Regions from separate parts of the Gossypium arboreum genome. Here region 2 is linked to region 1. Evidence: chromatin contacts called from public Hi-C data. All regions are on one chromosome and are shown on one strand. The core of a region is the stretch at or near the end of the contact, and the rest is flanking DNA. Distances in the headings are between cores, read along the strand shown. Region 1 holds the start of LOC108484363 (cryptochrome DASH, chloroplastic/mitochondrial). Region 2 holds the start of LOC108486256 (plasma membrane ATPase 4-like).

Region 1 (5,300 bases), core at 883-3,382:
TTAAAATCTTTGTAATTTGGTCACCCAATTTTTAAGACGTTTTCATTTTAGTCACCCAAGTATTAAATTATTATGGCAGTTAATTGTACACGTCAAACCATGCACATATTATGTTTACACTTTTATTTTGATCATCCAACTTCTAGTGTCAATAACTTAAATTTTTCACATTGCAATCCGTGCAACCTTAGGCAATTTCTTCATTCCAAAAATGTCTAAGTCAACCTAACTCCCAATAATTGAGATTCATCAGAATTCCTTTAAGGCATTAACGAAGAACAAAGTGGAAACAACACAAAAGTTGAAAAGAACTTGAAAGATGAATAAAGCCACAAAAAAGCAAGAACACTACAGAGAATGTTTGAGTGAATACTCTCAAGAATTATATTACTCACTGAATGAATTACAATGAGGGAGAGAAATCTCTATTTATAGTTGAGTCCTCCCAAAATCAACTGTATAGATCAAAATACATCAATTGTTAGGATTAAAAACTATCTACAAATCAAATCTCTAAGATTATAAAATCATATTTTCTAATATTACATATCATATTGAAGGTTACATATCTTCAAAAATCACGTTCCATATTTGCAATGTTTTGTAGATGGGTTTTCAATCTTTCCAAGCAACGGACCAATCTAATTGGGCCAAATGACCTCTCTTAAAGATGATTGATCACACGAATGTGTCATGGTTGTAGGCTCCCATGAGCAACCCGTGGCACTAGGTCGTTTTTATTTTGGTCACAAAGAAATAATTTTTTTAACTCTTGATCTAGATTAAATTTTTTTTTACGGATTAAAGTGAAAAGAAAAAAGAAACTAAAATAATGCATTAAAAGTTGGCAAATAGCATTTGTTTTTTCCGTTGCTGAAAAGTTTAAAATTTTCTTATCAGTTTTAAAATTTTAAATTTCAGAACATCAAAATCAATTAAATAAATTTTTAAAATTTTTATCCCTTAATAATGTCAACGGTTTGTTACTATAATAATGAAATTAAAAATTAATTAATTTATTCTCTTCTAAATTTTAAAATTTTATTTTATGTTTACTGATTATGCTAAATAAAATAAATTTAAATAACTCATATTTAATAATTATTTGTCGAACTTAAAATTTCTTTAAATTACATATTCTTGAATCTTCATGCTAAGTTAAAAGCAAAGAAAAATTCGTGCAATTAATTAAATTAATTACTTGTTGGGTAAAACAATGATGAAAATATTTGTAGGTTTTGTTTGGTGTGAAAGATAAAATTAATTAATTTAATTAATTGTAACGACTATTCTTTGTTTTAGCTTAGCATCCAAGATTTAAGATCATATAATCAAAATGAATTTGAATTTTGTAGACAATTATTAAAAATGAGTTATTTAAGTTGAAAAATAAAATTTTAGTTTTAGGACATTGAATTAATTAATTTTATTTTTATAGTAACAAATTGACTGTCACTATTAAGAGATGATTTTTCAATAATCTATTTAATTAATTTTGATGTTTTAAAATTAAAATTTTCTAATATTAAAAAAGAAATTTAGAATTTTCAAAAATAGGTAAAAAGTATAATTTAATAATTTTTAATGTATTATTTTAATTTCTACTGTTTTTCACTTTAGTTCTTAATTTTTTATCCTGATCAATACTTTAAAAAAATTTAGATGACAAAAATGAAAGCGATTTAAAATTAGATAACTAAAATGAAAGTATAAATATTATGTTGTGTGTACAGATAAAAACACTTTAAAAGTTGATTGAGGAAATAACAAAATTTTATTTTGATGACTAAAATAAATGTGTTGTAAAAATTAGGAATCAACCAAGAACAGATCTAAAGAGACGGATAAAACATTTTAAAAATTATAAAATATAAATTATAAAAATTATAATTATAATTTTACTTATCATAAACGTATATAATTTAATTCTGATGTTAAATTTTCTTTTTGTGAATTCAGCCCGGTATCAACTAGGTAATTCAACCATTGTAATGTAACCTGTTGTTCTGTTCTGCTCTCCAACGACTGGCAGAGGCGACGATGATACAAATCAATTAAGACTTATCCTCTGGTTCAGAGAACGCCACGTCCATCATGTCCACGTGTTAACTTCTTAAGTCCTTAAAGATTTGCTTTGCCAGCTAGAGTTAGAAACTATAAAACTAGAAACTCCAACGACTCGCTATATGGCTGTTAATATCATTCTTCCTCTCTCATCGCTTTCACTTTGGAATACTAAAAAACTCATTTATTCTACTCAAATTAGGTTCCGGATCATGAGCTTGGCTTCAAAATCCCAACCCCAATCTGTTGCATCCTCAGCAGTGTACCAGGTTCCGGGGCTAGACTCCCATGAAATGGACAGCACTGCGGACAAGACCTTTGAAAGGTACTTATCAAACACAGCGAAGAGGAATGGGAAAGGGGTTTCCATTGTTTGGTTTAGGAATGATTTGAGGGTGTTAGACAACGAGGCTTTGTTTAAGGCTTGGGTTTCTTCCCAGGCTGTTTTGCCTGTTTACTGCATCGATCCTCGTCTCTTTCAGACCACCTATTACTTTGGTTTCCCTAAGACTGGAGGTATCACTTTTCTTCCTGCTTTCTGGGTTGTTGTTTCTTGCTTTCCTTTTTGGATATTATCGTTTGATTTGAAATATTGACTGGCCATAATCATAAATTGGCTTTGACATCAAATCATTCGTTTAGTTTAGTAGCTCAGCCTAACATGAAGCAATTCTCGTAGTCTTATTAAGGGCCTTATTTCTTTTTGTTTTCCATTTTTTTCGTGCTAGCTTTGAGAGCACAATTTATCAATGAATGCTTGGCTGATTTGAAGAAAAATTTGATGAAGAAGGGCCTTAATCTTCTCATTCAACATGGGAAACCAGAGGACATTCTACCTTCTCTTACAAAGGCTTTTGGAGCTCACACAGTTAAGTACTGCCTACCATATTAATGTCTATATGACTTAGAATTACTAAGCCATCGTGTTTACACACTGTTTACTTCCAAGACTACTCTGCTCAGGTATATGCTCATAAAGAAACCTGCTCCGAGGAGCTACAAGTTGAAAGATCGGTTGCACGAGGTCTGAGACAGGTGGTGTTATCAACTGCCCAAGGGAATTCTAGCAGGTCAAGTTCAACCCACAGCCCTAAGCTACAACTTATATGGGGCAGCACTTTGTATCACTTAGATGACATTCCATTCAGTGTCGGCAGTTTGCCAGATGTATATACTCAGTTCCGTAAGGCACGATGCTAAGTTGTAATCATTTTGGGTTCATTACAGTCTAATCTAGTGTGAATGATTACATTGAGGTTTTTCACATTAGATTTTGTTGACAAAGTTATTACTTTCAGTCCGTCGAAGCTAAATGCACCATCCGAGGGTGCATCAGACTTCCAACATCTCTCGGTCCACCTCCTAGTGTTGATGATTGGGGAATTATTCCTTCAGTTGAGCAGCTTGGACTTCACTCTGAAAAGGCAAGTTGACATGTCATATATACTACTTGAACAAATTAGTATGCTATAATCATTGAGAATGTTAGTGCTTACAGTGATTTCTATCCCCATTTATGACAGGTTGTAAAAGGAATGAGATTTTTGGGAGGTGAAACTGCTGCATTGAGCAGAGTTACAGAATACTTCTGGAACAAGGCAAGATTAATTGGCTTATTACTTTTATGTGAATCATAGAATAGTCGATTTAGTGAGGTAAAAATAGAAATTGCTTGGATTATGCTGCCTTCTTAATCAGTCTCACTTTCATGCTTATATAGGACTTGTTAAAAATATACAAGGAGACAAGGAATGAGATGTTAGGGCCTGATTACTCAACAAAGTTTTCTCCATGGCTTGCTTCAGGAAGTCTCTCTCCTCGGTTCATATATGAAGAGGTAGCAAAACTTGCTAATTTTTTCCCCCTTTGATGCTATTGAATAACCATGTTATATAATGAAGACGATGATTATAACTCAGGCAGGTATGCTGATTAATACTATTAGGTAAAGAGATATGAAAAGGAAAGGCAAGCAAATGACTCCACATACTGGTACCTTCTATTGCTCTAGCTCTTGGCAGAAAACTTGATGAATTTTGAAATTTCAGTTTGTGAAATGGAATATACATGATTGGGATGGCATCTATTGTTTAATCTCATATGAGGCTTGATCTTCACTAAAATCTTATTTTTCTTTCCTCAATATCTATGGACATTGTTGCAGGGTATTGTTTGAATTGATATGGAGGGATTACTTCAGATTCATTTCGATTAAATATGGAAATTCCCTTTTCCATTTAGGTAAAGATTGAAATTAGTTTAATTTCTGTAGGAGTTTACTAATGCTTATGGAGACATTTTGCCACATTTTCGTGAAAAGGCCTCCAATTACAATCTTTAATAGTATTAACAATGTTCCACAAATGCGATTGAACCGGTAGTCATTTCATACTGATTGACAAATTTGGGTAATATAGGTGGCCCAAGAAAAGTGGAAAAGAGGTGGCATCAAGACCAAAAAATGTTTGAAACCTGGAGAAATGGCTGCACTGGGTATATTGTTTTTTCTACCTATATGCTTCATGCTTGTAGACGTTTCATTTTATCATATCTATGCTTTTATTATGTATTTACTAGAATTTTACAAATTTGTAGCTATCCCCTAATAGATGCAAACATGAAGGAACTATCAGCTTCTGGATTTATGTCAAATCGTGGCCGGCAGGTAAACTTTCTTTTCTTTTTTTTTCTTTTTTCTTCTCTCCTTTAGAATAGTAGACCGGCAGCAGTTTTCAAATCCTTAAATTAGCATCTTTGTTTTTGGAATTCCTAGAAGCTGTTAAACATGTTTTCAACATGATCAATGGCCTGCAGATAGTATGTTCTTTTCTTGTTCGTGACATGGGAATTGACTGGCGCATGGGAGCAGAATGGTTTGAAACATGTCTTCTAGATTACGACCCGTGTTCAAACTACGGAAACTGGACCTACGGTGCAGGTGATTCGCGTTACCTTTCTTAGCATCAACTAGTCTTAAGATATTTTCAAACCTAATATTATATTTTATATATTTCTTGTTTTATTAGCAGTTGAAAAACTGTGAAAGAGACATACCAAGCAGTTTTCTCGATTAAATTGTTAACTCATTTGTTCAATCTTTCTTTTGGAAAATGACAAGTCTTATATCCTGTCATTATATAATGTTCCTTCTTTTCAGGAGTTGGAAATGACCCTAGAGAAGATCGGTATTTTAGCATCCCAAAACAAGTAAGTGCACTTTTTCTGTGTGTATTTAC
Region 2 (5,300 bases), core at 1,390-3,889, 250 kb before region 1:
CAATGGCTGTAAGCACTTTCTGGAAATGCCCAACTTGATTGGTGCTGTCCACTAGGTGGGCAGCTTTCCCAAAGAAGGTGTGAACACCAGTTGCAATAACGACTGCTTCTATTTCACCCTGTTTACATGTTGAGCCGGAAAATACTTCATCTGATGGATTCTTCGTAACAGGAAGAGACTCCCCAGTAAGAGCAGATTGATCAATCTTCAAAGGATCACCCTCTAGAAGACGAGCATCAGCAGGAACTATGTCTCCCAATTTAATAGTGATAATGTCCCCTGGAACTAGAATTGCTGCTTCTTGCTCACTCCATCGGCCATCTCTAAGAACCTATATTATGTTACAAGGACATGATTAAAATAAGACAGATGATTCGACAAACTGTTGGGTTGCTGAATGTATAATTTTCACCTTAGTTTTCGGAGCAAGATTAGCCATGAGAGCAGCTGCAGCGTTACCAGCATTATTTTCTTCAATAAAACTTATGGTGGAGTTGATGACCAACAAGACAATGATACCAACGAAGTCCTGCCAGTCCGGAGGCCTTCCATCACCATTTGCCAGGGCAATAGCCATTATAGCAGCAGCTTCCATGACCCACGACAAAGGGTTCCACATAAAACCCAAGAACTTGAGCACCTTGCTCTCCTGTTTGCAGAGTAGCATACTATGTCATGCATAAATATACAAGCTGAAAATGTACGAACTCATATGCAAGTGGTTTATGGCATGAACCTTTTTCTCCTCTAGTTTGTTTGGTCCAAAGACTTGAAGGCGATTGTTGCCTTCCTCGGTTGACAAGCCTTCCCTCGAACATTTCAGTTGCTCGAAAACTTCCTCAATAGGAATCCGTTCCTGTAAACAATTATCATTTAGCCAAACGATAGAAAATGCACTTACGGAGTATGTTTGTTGATTTTGGTTGTCATCCGTGCATGAACTGCAGATTATTATTGTCTTTAATCTCAAAAAGAATTAAATAAATTTTCAATCGATTGCAGCTGAATAAAGATTTAACTGACCCAAGTTACTCCTACTCGTATGAATAGTTAAAATTTTCGAACTTTTTACTATAGTTAATTTTTGTAGAGAAAATCCAAGAATTCACACCTATGTGAAATTGAAGTTGATCAAAGTGACCGACATGATTAAACAAACCAAATCCAAACACATAGGAGGGAATATCATTTTCTCAATTTGCATTTCAAAAAGCCGTATTAAAGTCAAAAAGCCCATCAATTTTGAAATAACTAATTTTAATAGAACTTTATTTAGGAATAGGCGTAAGATTAGACATAATATGACCCTCTGATACGGCCATTCACACTAGTGAAAACCCTCACCAAAAGCTGTTAAAGAATTAGATACTTCCCCCCCCCCCCGAATATTATATAATAAAAAGGTACTTATTAGCTAATTCCAAAGGAAAAGTCAACTAAAATAATTCAAAAGCGGAAAACTCTACTTGCCCAACGGGAAGCGCATATGTGAAATTAATAATAGCAAAAATTATTTCACACTGACAGAAGTTAGTAAAATTAAAATTTTCACTGACCGTATATTAGATGATACTTTTAAAAATATCCTGATATTAATAACTTGTTTAAAGTTAATGATAAATATATGGTATACAGAGAGTGAAACGATGGAATGTCTATTTATGAGATAGAAATATGGTAGAAAATCTTATCAGAAAGATATATAATATCGAGCTATTTAAATCGAAGAAAAAAAAAGATAGAATTAAGCTTTAAATATCATAAAAAGTAACGGCAAATCGTAACCAAGCGTGTCGCTAAAACATGTTTGGTGTGCACGAAATTCTTGAAAACGGAAGAAATAATATTATTTGACTCGTAAATCTTGACTCTTCATATACAAACAAAGGAAAACAAGGGAAATCATTTTTTTTCACTCTGTTTGGTTAAAATTCATAAAAGTTGAGAAAAAGCACCGTTTGAATCACCCATGATAATGAACCCAAAAAAAAAAAATCACGCATGATGAAATCTTATCAGTTAACCAAAAAGTAATGGAAAGATTCCCCTGTTTCGATTGAAAACGGGAAACTAGATTCGAATATATATATAAAATCGCTTTTCAGTGATAGAGAAAACCAAACAGAAACCAGCATGCATGTATTGGAATTAAAAAGATTTATGTGAAAGAAAAGAGAATACCAGATCAACGGACTCGTTTTTGATCTCCTCAAGACTGATGCCTTTTTCGCCTCCCATCTTCTAAGCTTAGTGGTTGAAGCAGCAGGGACTAATGGAAGAAGGTATTGGAATTGTAAAAAATAAAGGAAACGCCAAAGAAACGCTTAAATACTCACATTCAGAGTAAAATACTAACAAAAAAGTCTAGGAAGAAAAATGAGAGACGTATCCCAGTTTTTTTCTGACCTTTTGGGTATTAGAAACGTAAATGAATGGAGTGTGGGTTAGAGTTGGTGAGTTTATATAGGTGTTAAGTGAGGGAAGAGGAGGCTGCCCCTTGGGAATATATAGTAAGCCGAATGAAAAAAAGGAGAAGAGCACCAAGGAGGGTTGGGCGGTGGGACCCGCATGGGCTGGTCCTTCTTCTTGCCCGCTTTGACCCGCCACGCGCCGCTTCTTTCTCTTTTCTTCACTTCACACATTTGTCTCCCCAATCTCTACGGACTTTTCCTATCCTCTTCTTTTATCTTTCTTTAAATTAAAAGTTACGCATTTTAGTCTCTCTGATATATTAAAATTTGGATCTAACTCTTTTAGTTTAATTTAACATAATTCCTCCATTTCTTTTTTATAATATTAATTTCTAAATCTGTATTGTGTTTTTAATTATTGTAATTAGGATAAAGTAAATTGTTAAATATAATTAAAATATAATATTATAATAAAAAATACATATACTTTGATTTAATATGCAATTTGATACATAAAACTTTTATTATGGTTCAAATATATATATATATATATATATAAAACTTTACTTTTGATTCAATTATACATATTTAAATAAATAAATACATTAATTAATTTATGTATGTAATATGTAACCTTGAAATATTTTATAATGATAATTGTGTAAGTGATTTATAAAAATCAAATCAAATGAAGATCTCACGTATAAAAATACACAAAATCAAATTTCATATATAATCTTATACATTTATCCAAAATTTATATATAATTTTAAAATTTATCCATGATAAAAAAAATTCAATTCATAATTAAAAAGTTTTTAAGATATTTAATATGCAATATAATGTTAGTACAAAGCATGTCCTAAAAGTACCACCCGAAGAAGTGAATAGTGTGAAGCTAGTATTTATGATCGAGGATTTCGTGGTTCAACATGTTTTGCTGATGCACCAAGCCCTTTGACCTTCTTATTATTAAAAAAAAAAAACAAAACAAAACAATATTATTCAAAATAATAAATAATAAACATAAAAAATATATCACTTATTTTCATTATTCAAATATAGTGCTAATAAAAATTTGGTTAAAAGGTTTTAAAAGTTCTTAAGTACTTTTACTTTTTTCCTTTCAATTAAACATTTGAGTATTAAAATTACAATCAATTAAGTCATTTAACAATTAAAGTTAAATGTCAATCGTTATAGAGTAACAACAACTCCTTTTTTTTAGTGTTTTTACCATGTGACATAGTAAGATCGTATGTGCCAAATAGTAAAACTGATATTTTATATTTAAAATCATTAAATAATTATAAAATTATAAATATAAATTATTAATTTTTTAAATTATAAAAATTGCAAAAATTATAAAAATAGTATAATAAAAATTTATATAATTAAGAAAAATAAAAATTGTAAATGTTATGAAAAATGTTTAAAATATAGAAAATTATTAAAACTATTAAAAATGAAAAGTGCAAAAATCATAAAATATAGAAAATTACAAAACATAAAAAATGTTTACAATTTCATATATAGATAGTCCCGATTATACTTGTCTTCTCAACCGATTTATCCACTTTAGTTTACATCTCAAAACACTTCCCCATCATTGACAATGGACAAAGGGATGCAAATTTGGGGAGGTATGTGGTGGATGAGCACAACAGATAACTTCAATGATCAAATAAATATTTTATTATTACATCTCAAACTTTCTCAACTCTCTCAATCTTTTTGTTCTAAATTTATCGATATTCTCACCTTACAAATTATTTTTTAATTATATCATATTTTATTAGTTCGGATTACTTTCTCACAAATGGTTGCCTCTCTAATTCTTTTTGACAACAAGCATGTTTTCGCCGCCCAAGTAGTAATAGTAAGACGAAATTTTAAATTTCGTTATTTTCAATTATGTTAATTTTTTTTTTGATAATTTGAAATAATTTTTTATGTTATAAATAGGTGGATGATCGAATTTTGGAGGAGTTCATACAAAATATGAAAATCATCCGATCCTTCAAATTCGTGACTACTTGTAAGAGGTTGGATTCTTGCATATGTCTCACATGCTCAGGGGTTGCAAACTCGACCCTACACTAATCAGCGTGTTGGTGGAAAGATAGAGGCCCGAAACACACACTTTTCACCTTCCATGTGGTGAGTGTACAATCACACTCGATGTCATAGTGTTACAACTCGATCTACTGATGGACGGGCCAGTCATCACGGGATTAATGATTGTTTTCTGTAAAGTGGACCTCTGCAAAGCAACGTTAGGGAAGGTCCCAAACAGGTTTGATGGTGGTCGAATATCGACCAATTGATTGGAGGATAATTTCAATAAGCTTTCTAAATACCCAAATGAAGAGGTTATATAACAATATGCCCAAGCATTTATCATTAGGTTAATCGAGGCATTTTAATGCCCAATAAATCTCAAATTTTGGTGCATGTAAGGTGGCGACTATATCTAATGGACTCTAATCAATGCAGAAAACTAAGTTAAGGATATGTCATTTTGTCCATGTTATACTGGGAGTTGCGTCACACCACGATACCGAAAATAATGTCAATCAGTGGTTGCCTACTCCTACTGCAATTATGGGCTTGGTGGCGACTACCGTTTCTACGTCCCAAAGTAACCGACCTATACGTGTTCCCTTTGGTGATAAGAAAAACATCATTTATTAATAAACACGTAATTTGTATAGTAAATATTTTTATTTATATGTTTCGACTAATATATCGCTTGTATAGGTGGAACCACGGACCATGTTACGTTAGAATGCCTGAGGAGCTAGAAGATTTTAAGTTGTTGTTAGACCAACGCTCTAAAGCTAAGGTTAGTTACTTATTCTTTCGAACCTATATTAATTACGCAATGAT

Evidence for each region. A called contact is a pair of places that touch in the nucleus more often than the background predicts.
Region 2: a contact with region 1 is called in a Hi-C map of leaf, with 5 times the contacts expected there. The contact joins the promoter of LOC108486256 here to the promoter of LOC108484363 in region 1. A contact is called at or near these places in 2 of 5 Hi-C or Micro-C datasets (both in leaf).

The regions. Positions count from the first base shown.
Region 1 is chr6:90,865,036-90,870,335 of ASM2569848v2, reverse strand. LOC108484363 (cryptochrome DASH, chloroplastic/mitochondrial) reads left to right here and starts at 2,132. Exons shown (of 13, transcript XM_017788121.2): 1 at 2,132-2,580; 2 at 2,793-2,932; 3 at 3,028-3,252; 4 at 3,363-3,488; 5 at 3,588-3,662; 6 at 3,785-3,901; 7 at 4,010-4,056; 8 at 4,229-4,305; 9 at 4,482-4,557; 10 at 4,660-4,729; 11 at 4,879-5,002; 12 at 5,222-5,271. The coding sequence starts at 2,187.
Region 2 is chr6:91,120,204-91,125,503 of ASM2569848v2, reverse strand. It overlaps LOC108486256 (plasma membrane ATPase 4-like), which reads right to left and starts at 2,639. Exons shown (of 16, transcript XM_017790215.2): 1 at 2,182-2,639; 2 at 737-856; 3 at 413-649; 4 at 1-331. The coding sequence starts at 2,238.